Regions from separate parts of the Zea mays genome. Here regions 2 and 3 are each linked to region 1. The links are chromatin contacts, called in public Hi-C maps. All regions are on one chromosome and are shown on one strand. The core of a region is the stretch at or near the end of the contact, and the rest is flanking DNA. Distances in the headings are between cores, read along the strand shown. Region 1 holds the start of LOC103652983 (protein NRT1/ PTR FAMILY 4.4-like). Region 2 holds the start of LOC100283020. Region 3 holds the start of LOC100382673 (evolutionarily conserved C-terminal region 10).

Region 1 (3,331 bases), core at 340-2,839:
CTTCTTGGTGTGCGTGTGTGTGCGTGCGTGTTTTAAAAAGAAGAAAAAAAGAAAAGAATCCAAGCTTTGGTCATGCTTGGTCGTGGTGATGGGCGGCTTTTCCGGCCCATGCATCCATGTCCACGACCCTACCATGTTCGCATGTTTCAGTTCATCTCCCTTGCCGCGGACACGAAAAGCTAGCTGGGTCAGAAACAAAGGAGCGGGGGGAAAAGAAAAGCAGCTGGCTCTGGCTGTGGGCTCGCTGGTCCATCCATGTCGTCGACTCGTCGTCCAGTCCATGAGAGTGATGCTACATAGGATAGGGAGTAGTACTGCTACTGCTGCTGCTGCTGCTAGAGAGTAGAGAGAGAGGGTGTCCTGCCTGCGTACACATAGCATACGTACCGCGAGCTCGACGGCGGCGAAGGCCAGCAGCGTGCGCAGGCAGCCGGCGTAGGAGTCGGAGAGGAAGCCGCCGAGGGGCGAGAGGATGAAGACGGTGCCGACGAAGTTGGTCACCACGTTGGCCGCCTGCGGCAGCGGGAAGTGCAGCTCCCCGAACACGAAGGTGATGAGGTTGCTCCCCACCGCCGCCAGCGCCATCGTCTGCGACGCCTGGAACACTGCAATGCGCACAACAACCAGACGCCTTCTTAATCTGTTGCTGTATATACACGGCATTGCCCGGGCGCCGGCGCGGCGTCGGCCTGGGTCTTGCCCTTCGACTTGTTGGGGGTCTGGTGACTGGTGCTACGAGCAGAGTAGCAGTAATAATCCGTCCCCAGGGAGGGAGGGAGGGAGGGAGGGAGAGGCAGCGGAAACGTACGCACGCACCTAGGACGAAGGCGGCGGCGCGCATGCCGCCGTGGCGCGGCCGGCAGGGGCGCCCGCGCCAGTCCACGCAGCTCTCGGGCGGCGCCTGGGATCTCTCTGCATCGTCCATGGCCTCTCTCTCTATCTCTCGTATTCTATCTCTGTCTGCTAGACACACACACACTCCCTCCCTCCCTGGAGGAGCGACGAGCCGGCGAGCGAGTTGACTAGACAGGCAGCCTGCAACCGCACTCGAGTCGAAGCTGGCACCGGAGCTTTGGCCAGCTACTAGCCGCCCGAGCAGGTGCAGGACTGGATTGGATTGGCAGGCAAAGGCAAGGCAAGGCAAGCAGCAAGCTCTGCGCTCGGGTCGGCAAGAGCTGGCGCGGGCTTTATAATATGCAGCGCAGCCGCGAGCAGCCAGCCGAGCCAAGGCCCAAGGCGGCGTGTGCAGTGCAGTGCTTCGCTTCCTTCTCATCTGTTTGGACGTAGGACTCGTACAGTACACACCGGCGGCCAAGGGAGCAGAGCAGAGAGCGCACGTCACGTGCAAAGGCGGCAGCGTCGCACAGCCCGTGCCGGTGCCGGTGCCGGTGCCGGTCAGGTAGCAGTTGGGCTGGGCATAGTGCGCGCGTGTTCCGGCCCCGCCGCGCCCCGCGCGCTCTGCTCCGCCTGGCGCCTGGTCTCCGACCCGCCCCAAGGAAAGGGAAAAACGCTTCCCTTTCATACTGTGGCTGCTTACTTTTTGACAGCATCGGGTCCTGGTCCGGACAAACTGGTTCGAATGAATAGTGAGTGGCCTTCTCTGTCTCTGGCTGCCCTTGCGACTTTCTACTACTTCGTCAATGCGAAGAAGGGCATTCCCCGCCCCCCAAGGCCCCCCCCAGCTAAACCAAGAAATGCAGCACTGTACATACTAGTAGTAACTTGTTTCTTCTATGCATGCATACACGGAGTGCGTACAGAGGAAGAAGGCTATCTTTGGTCGCATCGCACGGATCTGGTTCTGGTTTAGAAGCAGCGATAAGTGAAGTGAGCCCCCTTCCTTGGACCAGTCAATAATCATGCTGCGTGCCTCTCCTCTTTTTCTCCCCGTGACGTCCCTCTCTCTGTCAGCGCCCGCCAACCTACAGCCTCCTCGATCTGGAGTCTGGACCTCGACAGGTGAGAAGGCGGCCAGATCGGTGATGGTCGACCTCTCAACCGTGTGGCGGTGTGGCCTGTGGCGTCGCCTCTCCACCTGTTGTGGCCTGCCGGCCGGCTAGCTACGGGCGGCAAGGCGTGCCATGGAGCTTCCTTTTGGGTTAGGCATACACTAAATTATAAAGGACCAGACTATATTTTTATTCATTTTTTAAACTAAAACTAATCAAGAGCTTTAACTTGTTGTGAACAAACATTCGGATCATGATTCAATACCACTCCTAGCCGAAAACCAGAGGTGTACCGGTACATTTTCGTCTGCGTGAGGGGTTGTCCAGGTTCTGCGAGGGCTTTTTGTTTTTTTCTTCTTCTGTGTGTTAGCTAAATTGTGGTTTCTAGAAAACCTGTGTAGTCTTGTCAGGGGACAAGATCCCCAATTCCTAGGGTCAATCGGTCAGCGAGCGTGCTGGGGAAAAAGTCCCTAGCGACTGTGGCCCGTCGGCTAACTGGAGGAGAAATGAAACGGCTACCCTGTAAGCGCCCGTCCCCAAACGAACCCTGCGGCACCGAGCCCCGGGGTCAGGGGTGGCGGAACTGGACAGGGGGGTCGGGCGAACCGAAGGGAAAAAACACTCGAGTGGGTCCTTCGCCCGGTCTGAGACCGACCCGCCATAAGTGACCTTCCGCATTAACTATGTCTGACACCGAGCCACGACAGAGACGTCATCCGCCTCCCACTCATGGCCTACGAACCTCTTGGGCTGCAACGCACTCATAACCTACGAACCCCTCGAACTGCGGAACATTTATGACCCACGCACCCCCCCCCCCCGGCCTGCGGCGCGCTCTTAACCTATTGGGACTAGGCCTGAGTACGCAGACCGCCTGGCGAGCACAACAAAACAAGTCATGCCCAGTGAAAGTCGCCTAGAGGGGGGTGAATAGGGCGAAACTGAAATTTACAAAGTTAATCACAACTACAAGCCGGGTTAGTCGTTAGAAATATAATCGAGTCCGAGAGAGAGGGTGCAAAACAAATCGCAAGCGAATAAAGAGTGTGACACGCGGATTTGTTTTACCGAGGTTCGGTTCTTGCAAACCTACTCCCCGTTGAGGTGGTCACAAAGACCGGGTCTCTTTCAACCCTTTCCCTCTCTCAAACGGTCCCTCGGATCGAGTGAGCTTTTCTTCTCAATCACTTGGAACATAAAGTTCCCACAAGGACCACCACACGATTGGTGTCTCTTGCCTCAATTACAAGTGAGTTTGATCTCAAGAAAGAATGAGAAAGAAAGCAATCCAAGCGCAAGAGCTCAAAAGAACACAACAAATCACTCTCACTTAACCCTAGTGCTTTTGTGGAATTGTGAGAGGATTTGATCACTTGGGTGTG
Region 2 (3,331 bases), core at 604-3,103, 320 kb after region 1:
ATCGTCGTTGGTGATCCTCACACGCCAAAATATGTCACGTAGAGTGGTTACTCGGAAGTCTCCAGACAAAAGGAAGACCGGAGGCACTGGGGCAAGCACGATCGAACACCCGATCACGGTCACCTGTCCTACGTATGCCAAACGATCCGGGTACTAAGGTCGGACAGTCCGAGACAGGCGCGGACAGTCTGGCTATGAAGGCCGAACAGTCCTCAGACGACCAGAAGAAGCAACCTCAGACCGTCGGACCACAACATTTCAAAACAAGTATTGGGAAGCAAAACACTTCCAAGACGTCTGGCCGACTTAGCAGAGTCGGTCCTACTTTTGATCAGCTGCTTGCTAAATAAATGAAGAAGGTCATTCCACGCAACCGACCAATAAAACAAATGAAGTCAAAAAGACGATCCGTGCGAAATCAAAAGCCAACTAAACCGGCCCAAAAGGTAGCACAACCAAAATCACCTAGTCATCCTCCTCCAGGGATGGCATGGTGCTTCCCAGTCTATCCATCGCCGATGTGTTGTCCTACTCAAGTGTGGGGTGGTATGACGACGAATCCGTATTGCTGGCTCAATCCGTTTGCTTATTCAGGCTAGGGGCACCACAAGTTTTTGCCTATTGACATGTTGATCAAGCAGACATGGCCGAAGACAATGCAATATGAAACGACCTTTGTACATCAAAGTTCAATCAAATATTTATATTATCTGATCACAAGAGCTGATGGCTTGCATCGAGTTGAGTCCTTACTTCGGGAACAAAATAAATCATGAAGTCAATTGTTTCTGAAGTTTTCGCTGGTGCTTTTGGTTCGCCAAGCTCCACCAAAAGGTAGGGGGCATGTGTAGACCACCAAAAGTGACGAATGGTCCAGCCCTAGGGTCCGGACGATTCGTGGCCCCGTGATCAGATTAACTCGGACGATTATCCTTATCTCATGCGTGTTTGTCCATCTAATCATGTGGGGTTTGTTAGCTATCGCCTAGGAATGGGTCCAGACCTCCCCTATATATATATGAAGGGGTACAACCGATTGAGAACCCCCGATCACATTCCAATCGAACCAATTACTTTATTTATCATTCCTTTATCATTTCTGCCCTAGGAGTAGATGTAGCCTAGCCTTAGTTGTAGCTTTCCGCATATCCACCTACACCTCTATTTGACTCTACGTCGTCTAGATCCGTCTTGTGTGGCATGCCAACCCCAAGACGAACCTAGGATCTTACCCTCCCCGGGGGCAAGATCTAGTTGTCCATTAAAAATACTATGTCTCGGCTGCCTATTAATTTCTAGGCGACTCCACATTATCTGGGGACGCCCTGGGTGATCTATCGACCTGGAGCGCCCTAAGATCTCTCTTATTCTATCCCCTATTTATAGACCTTACTTCGGGTACCCGTTCCTAGGTATCCGATAATGTCCTTCAATATCGACATTCGAACGGAGCATTAGACTATCCCTAACAACTCCTTTATTCTATCCCCTATTTTAAATTTCACTTTACAAATAATATGTATAGTGCAAATTCATATTTTCCAGGATCCACCGGAGATAACTTTATAATATGTGTAGAAAGTGCATGAAAATGAGTAGTATAATGCACAGTCACTTCTATAAAAGAGATATTACTCGGAAAATAAAATTAAGGGCTAATTTGGAAACTACATGTTTTCAATTTTTTTATTTTTTCGAGAAATTAGTTTAATTTTTCTTAAAAATATAAATCTCTCGGAAAAAACGGAGTTAAAAAAATAGCCTAAAAAAATTTAACGGGAGAACATGCAGCAGGTGGCCAGGTGCGGCGCCAGCTTGGCTGGCCTACCACCGTACCGTGCCCCCCCGTCTCACTCACAATCCAGATCCCGAGATCCATCGTCTCATCATCTCCATCCCCAAATCCGCAATTCGTCGTTCTCTCTATCTCCTCCTTCCGAACCCTCGCCCTCCCAGCCCCCAAACCCCAATCTGTCTCTTCCGCTAGGTTTAGCGTAATTCCATGGCCGGCGCCGGTATCCACCCGTTCCAGCAGTGGCCACCCACGGCGGCCGCGCCGCCCCCGCCGGGGGCCGCGGCCTCGGTCGCCGTCCCTCCTCCACCCCCCGTCCCCGGCGCGCCTGGCACCGTTGGCCCGGACGAGGTCCGCACTATCTTCATCACGGGGCTCCCTGCAGACGTCAAGGAAAGGGAGCTGCACAACCTGCTGCGCTGGCTCCCGGGATTCGAGGCGTCCCAGATCAACTTCAAGGGCGACCAGCCCATGGGCTTCGCGCTCTTCTCCACCGCGCACCAGGCCATCGCCGCAAAGACTGCGCTCCAGGTTTGTTTCGGTTCTTGATGGTGGGCGAGGGTTTGGACTTCGCAGGGATGAGATGTGACCCCGGGCACCCGTCATCTGCAGGATATGGTGTTCGATGCTGAGACCAAGGTGGCGCTGCACACCGAGATGGCCAAGAAGAACCTCTTCGTTAAGAGATGTGAGATTTTGTCCACTTAACATTCACATGTTCTCTCTGCTGTCGCTCTAGTAGCATACAATATTAATTAATGGAATCTCCAACCGCATAGATAGAGTTTATTGATGCATTAATACAATGTTGTTGGGATAATCTTCATTCCATGTGCTGTCATGGCTCTTCTGTTTGGTTCAAATTCAAAAGGAGCAACCTGTGATGCTGGATACATTGAGTTCACAACATCTACTGAACATAGTTTGTGGTTTTTGAGACAAGGCCTATGATATCTAGTCCCTAGCCTTTTCTTTGAAATTTAATAGAATTCCCTTAATTACACAACAAATTTAAAGCAATAAACCTTATAAAAATCAGTAACCGGAAGGCAGGCCCATGCACTGGCTTCTTTATTGGAAGAAGGTATTGTCATCGTTTGTAACCTGGAGGTTGTTTTGATCAATGTCAAATATATGATCTTGAAGTACAAAACTGTTTTGATCAGGTTGTTTTGATCATGCAATACTAGTGTTTTGCCAGTTTTACTGCTTCGCACAAAACGGTCCAGCTTGATCTTAGATTGCCCCTTCAATAGCTGTTTGCTTCCAGTATAATGAATGGTTTGGTTACTATGATGTTTTGCATATCTATTATGTCTTGAATGATTAAAACCATTTTAGGTGTGGGAATTGATGCAAATGCTGTGGATCAAAGTAAACGGTTGCGAACAGGTGGAGATTATACTCATTCTCCTTATGCTCCTCCATTTCATCCACCTCCACCAGCTGTTTCCATGTGGGGAACCCCAGGGTAAGTGTTTATTCTTTTTTCCCATGCAGTAATTAATCATTCATCAAGGGCTTATCATTTCTCTTTCT
Region 3 (3,331 bases), core at 475-2,974, 310 kb before region 1:
CAGCAAGGGGAAGAAAAAAGAATATCAAATTTAAAACAGCACTCCATGAGAAGTAAATGTTGCTCCCTTGATAAAGAGCCTAAGTCTCTAATTGAATAATATACTCAGTGCCCTCATCAGCACAAGATCGATGCAATAGAGGTGAACAAAGCAGATGAAACGTCAATTGTACAGCCAGTGAAAAGACAAATTTAGCTGGAAGCAATAGAAGATTGTTCAGAAGCTACGGATATATTTCCGTCTCGTGCTTTATGCAACAGAATTCAGAACATGTGCTAACATTAATTAAAAGGCAATGAATATACCCTAACCTCCAGGATAGAGTGGTTGTGGCTGTGGTGCATACACATTTTGCTGGTAGAGATAAGGTTGCTCTCCAGCTTTTCCGACAGAGCTAGCCTTCTCTGGTGGGCCGTTTGGCGATCTCAAGGAGCTAGCGCCACGTGCATTGCCTGTAGTCACATTCTCTGTACCAGAAAGAATCTGTCGCAATTGAAACATGTTCATGAACAACATTTCAAAGCACAGATCAGAAAGAAAATAAAATATAAATGGAACTAAACAACATTTCAAAGCACAGATCAGAAAGAAAATAAACTATAAATGGAACTAAATTACCTGGTCCTTGGCGTTTGCACTCTTGGAGGGGTTATTCTCAAGTACAGGCCCCGTCTGCAACGGAGCCGTGCTATCTACAAAAAACATAAATATAGAAAGATAAGTTGGCAGTAGCATTCGTGGAAAGTTGCCTTGATTTGGTGCAAAATAGCTAAAATTTAAAGACAAGCATGATACTTGTAGAAAACAGAAACAAGACCTCGCAAGCTGTACAACTCGTCAACTACCCATTCACAAGCATTCGAAAGCTACTACGTGCATATGCACAGGACAATCACAGGCGTTGACATGATCAGGTCATCAGCACCAACCAGCTGTCCCGCTGTACAGTAGCTTACTCGAATACCTAGTATGTACTGAAGCTAGAGCTTCCCGTTGGGTACTTAGTACTTACAATCGTATCCTGTTCGTACTGGCAGCAACTTTCCCGTGCTAGCTCCTGTAAAACGGCTACGGCTAGCAATACCCCGAGCCGTCCCTCCTGTGGGCGGACCGCGGACGTGCCCCGGCAAAACGGGAAAAGGCATAAAAGACGCTATTGCCCTCACGAGGACGTGAGGCAACGTAATCAGCACAAATCCCAGCCGCAGCCTGCTCCGCGCATCTTCTTCCACGGCTGGGTACGAGCACGCAACCCCGACGGGAAAATCGCAGTTACGGGGCTTCCGAGGAGCGAAGGAACCGTAGCCCCGGAACCAATCTTGACCTAGGAGCCCCCACCGCGAGCCCGGGCAGCAGGGCCGGCTCCGAAATCGCAGACCCGGCGCGAATTCCCGCCGAATCCAGCGCGCAGAGCCCTTCGAGCAAGAGAATTCGAGCAGCGACACAGCGCAATCACGACCCAGCGACAAGGGGAACCAAAAAAGTCAAACCCCAATCCAGCAACAGGAGGCAAGGTCTCACCAGCGGGGACCTGGGCCCGGTGCGGCGCGGCGGCCATGGCGGGGATCCGGGCGCGGCGGTAGGTGGCGCGGGCGGGCTCGCGCGTGGAGTCCTCCTCCCGGCGAGGGTTTAAGCATCAAATTCGGGAGAAGCGAGGGGGGAGGGGAGCAAAAAAAAGGGAAAATGCTCTTCCCCCCTTTTTATTGGACGCGACGAGAGGAGTGGGGAAGAAAAGAAACCACGAGCGTCTCTCCCAACCAATGATTTTATACAACAGCGGAAATAGGCGACGTGCCGCCCCGCGCGTTGGCTGATCCCGGCCCGGCCCACCGGGTTCGTTCTTAACGGGTCTGATCGGGCTTGGGGACCCGGTTGTGCTTGTGAGGTGGTACTCACTACTCAGATCTGATCCGGACTCGTGACGGATCTGTCTGCCACGGACTTTTATTTAGGATCGGCGGCACGTGCGGTTTTGGGTTTGAGAAATTGAGAGCAATAATATATCTGTCCTTTAGATTTTTTTTTCTAAAATATTTTCCCTTTTATATCTCATTTATCTTTAACAACATGTATCGTCCTCTATATAGTAAACGCACATATTACAGGTATGTTTTGCCCTAATTTTATATACATATGCACATACTCTAATACATTTATACATATATTTGTTTAACTTAATTCACTGTTTAAAGTATTACAATGGATAGTGAACAGAACAAATAATCTCTATATATAGAGAGACTGGAGAACGTTCTCTATATTTAGATGACGCTTTAAAGACATCGTAAATATATATAGATATAGAAATCTTCTCTGAATATAAGGTAGGTTTAGGGTTTAGCATACCTATTCCTTGTTCGTGAATCATGAAACCAAGGAATAATTATCCTACAGTCACCTCGGACGCACACTCTTTGGGGTTCTTCTTCAACCCGTGGAGTCTGGTTCTCTAGAACACTTTTCCTTATTCGTGAGAAAATGTAAGGTATAATGTACTTTGTTTCACATGTTTTTAATAAAATCTAGCCGGTACTTAGAGAATAATAATAATCATCAATAATAACAAAAATAGATTAAAAATAAAACTTTTAATCCATTGTTGCCGTGAGAAAAATGTGAGGTATAATGTGTGCCGATGTCAAAGTTGAAATCTGCTAGCACAGGCACACTGGCAGCACGGGCAAAGCGAAACAATGATTGTCGTCCCCCGCCTCTGGCAGCGCCCACGACCCATCCCCGTGGATCACCTATGAGTCCTCATCCCCCTGGTAGCACCTAGGCCCCGACGGCGGCGGCTGCGCAACAGGTCTCCGGCGACGGCGGCTACGCGACAGGTCTCCAGCGGTGGCGGCTGCGCAACGGCCTCTGGCAGTGGCTACGCGATAGGCCTCTGGCGTTGTGTGATGTGAAGAGGAGACCTACGTGTAGGAGGAATCCCAGCCGGGGTGACGATGATGCCGAACTCTGTGCAGATAATGGCGCGGTCGAACAGAAAATGGATGGAGATTGTTTGAAGGATGTAAATAATTTGGTGAATATACGTTATATTAATAATATGTCCAAATTTAACTAATAGTCTTGTTTAGTCTAGCAGAGAAAACAAGTTCTTTTGCACTATATAGGAGCTCGAGAGTTCAAATCCTTTAGGCAGATGTTTTTCTACCTTTTTTTCTCAGTTAAACATTTTGATTTTTATATAATTTTTCCCTCAGTTTTGTAGCGTAGTATGGGCGTTGGTTGTAAATTATAGGTATTTTTCAACATGTATATTGATTTTTATTAATAACTACAATAGACATTTTAAATAATTACTTATTTGTAATATCTTATG

Evidence for each region. A called contact is a pair of places that touch in the nucleus more often than the background predicts.
Region 2: a Hi-C map of ear shows a contact between it and region 1, with 3 times the contacts expected there. The contact joins the promoter of LOC100283020 here to the promoter of LOC103652983 in region 1. A contact is called at or near these places in 6 of 25 Hi-C or Micro-C datasets (bundle sheath, ear, endosperm and 2 more).
Region 3: a contact with region 1 is called in a Hi-C map of ear, with 1.7 times the contacts expected there. The contact joins the promoter of LOC100382673 here to the promoter of LOC103652983 in region 1. A contact is called at or near these places in 3 of 25 Hi-C or Micro-C datasets (ear, leaf and tassel).

The regions. Positions count from the first base shown.
Region 1 is chr4:27,982,652-27,985,982 of Zm-B73-REFERENCE-NAM-5.0, reverse strand. It overlaps LOC103652983 (protein NRT1/ PTR FAMILY 4.4-like), which reads right to left and starts at 1,589. Exons shown (of 5, transcript NM_001346883.1): 1 at 817-1,589; 2 at 388-605. The coding sequence starts at 1,522.
Region 2 is chr4:27,667,377-27,670,707 of Zm-B73-REFERENCE-NAM-5.0, reverse strand. It overlaps LOC100283020, which reads left to right and starts at 1,853. Exons shown (of 8, transcript NM_001155922.2): 1 at 1,853-2,323; 2 at 2,405-2,480; 3 at 3,134-3,263. The coding sequence starts at 2,003.
Region 3 is chr4:28,297,231-28,300,561 of Zm-B73-REFERENCE-NAM-5.0, reverse strand. LOC100382673 (evolutionarily conserved C-terminal region 10) reads right to left here and starts at 1,724. Exons shown (of 9, transcript NM_001175397.1): 1 at 1,522-1,724; 2 at 619-692; 3 at 312-483. The coding sequence starts at 1,558.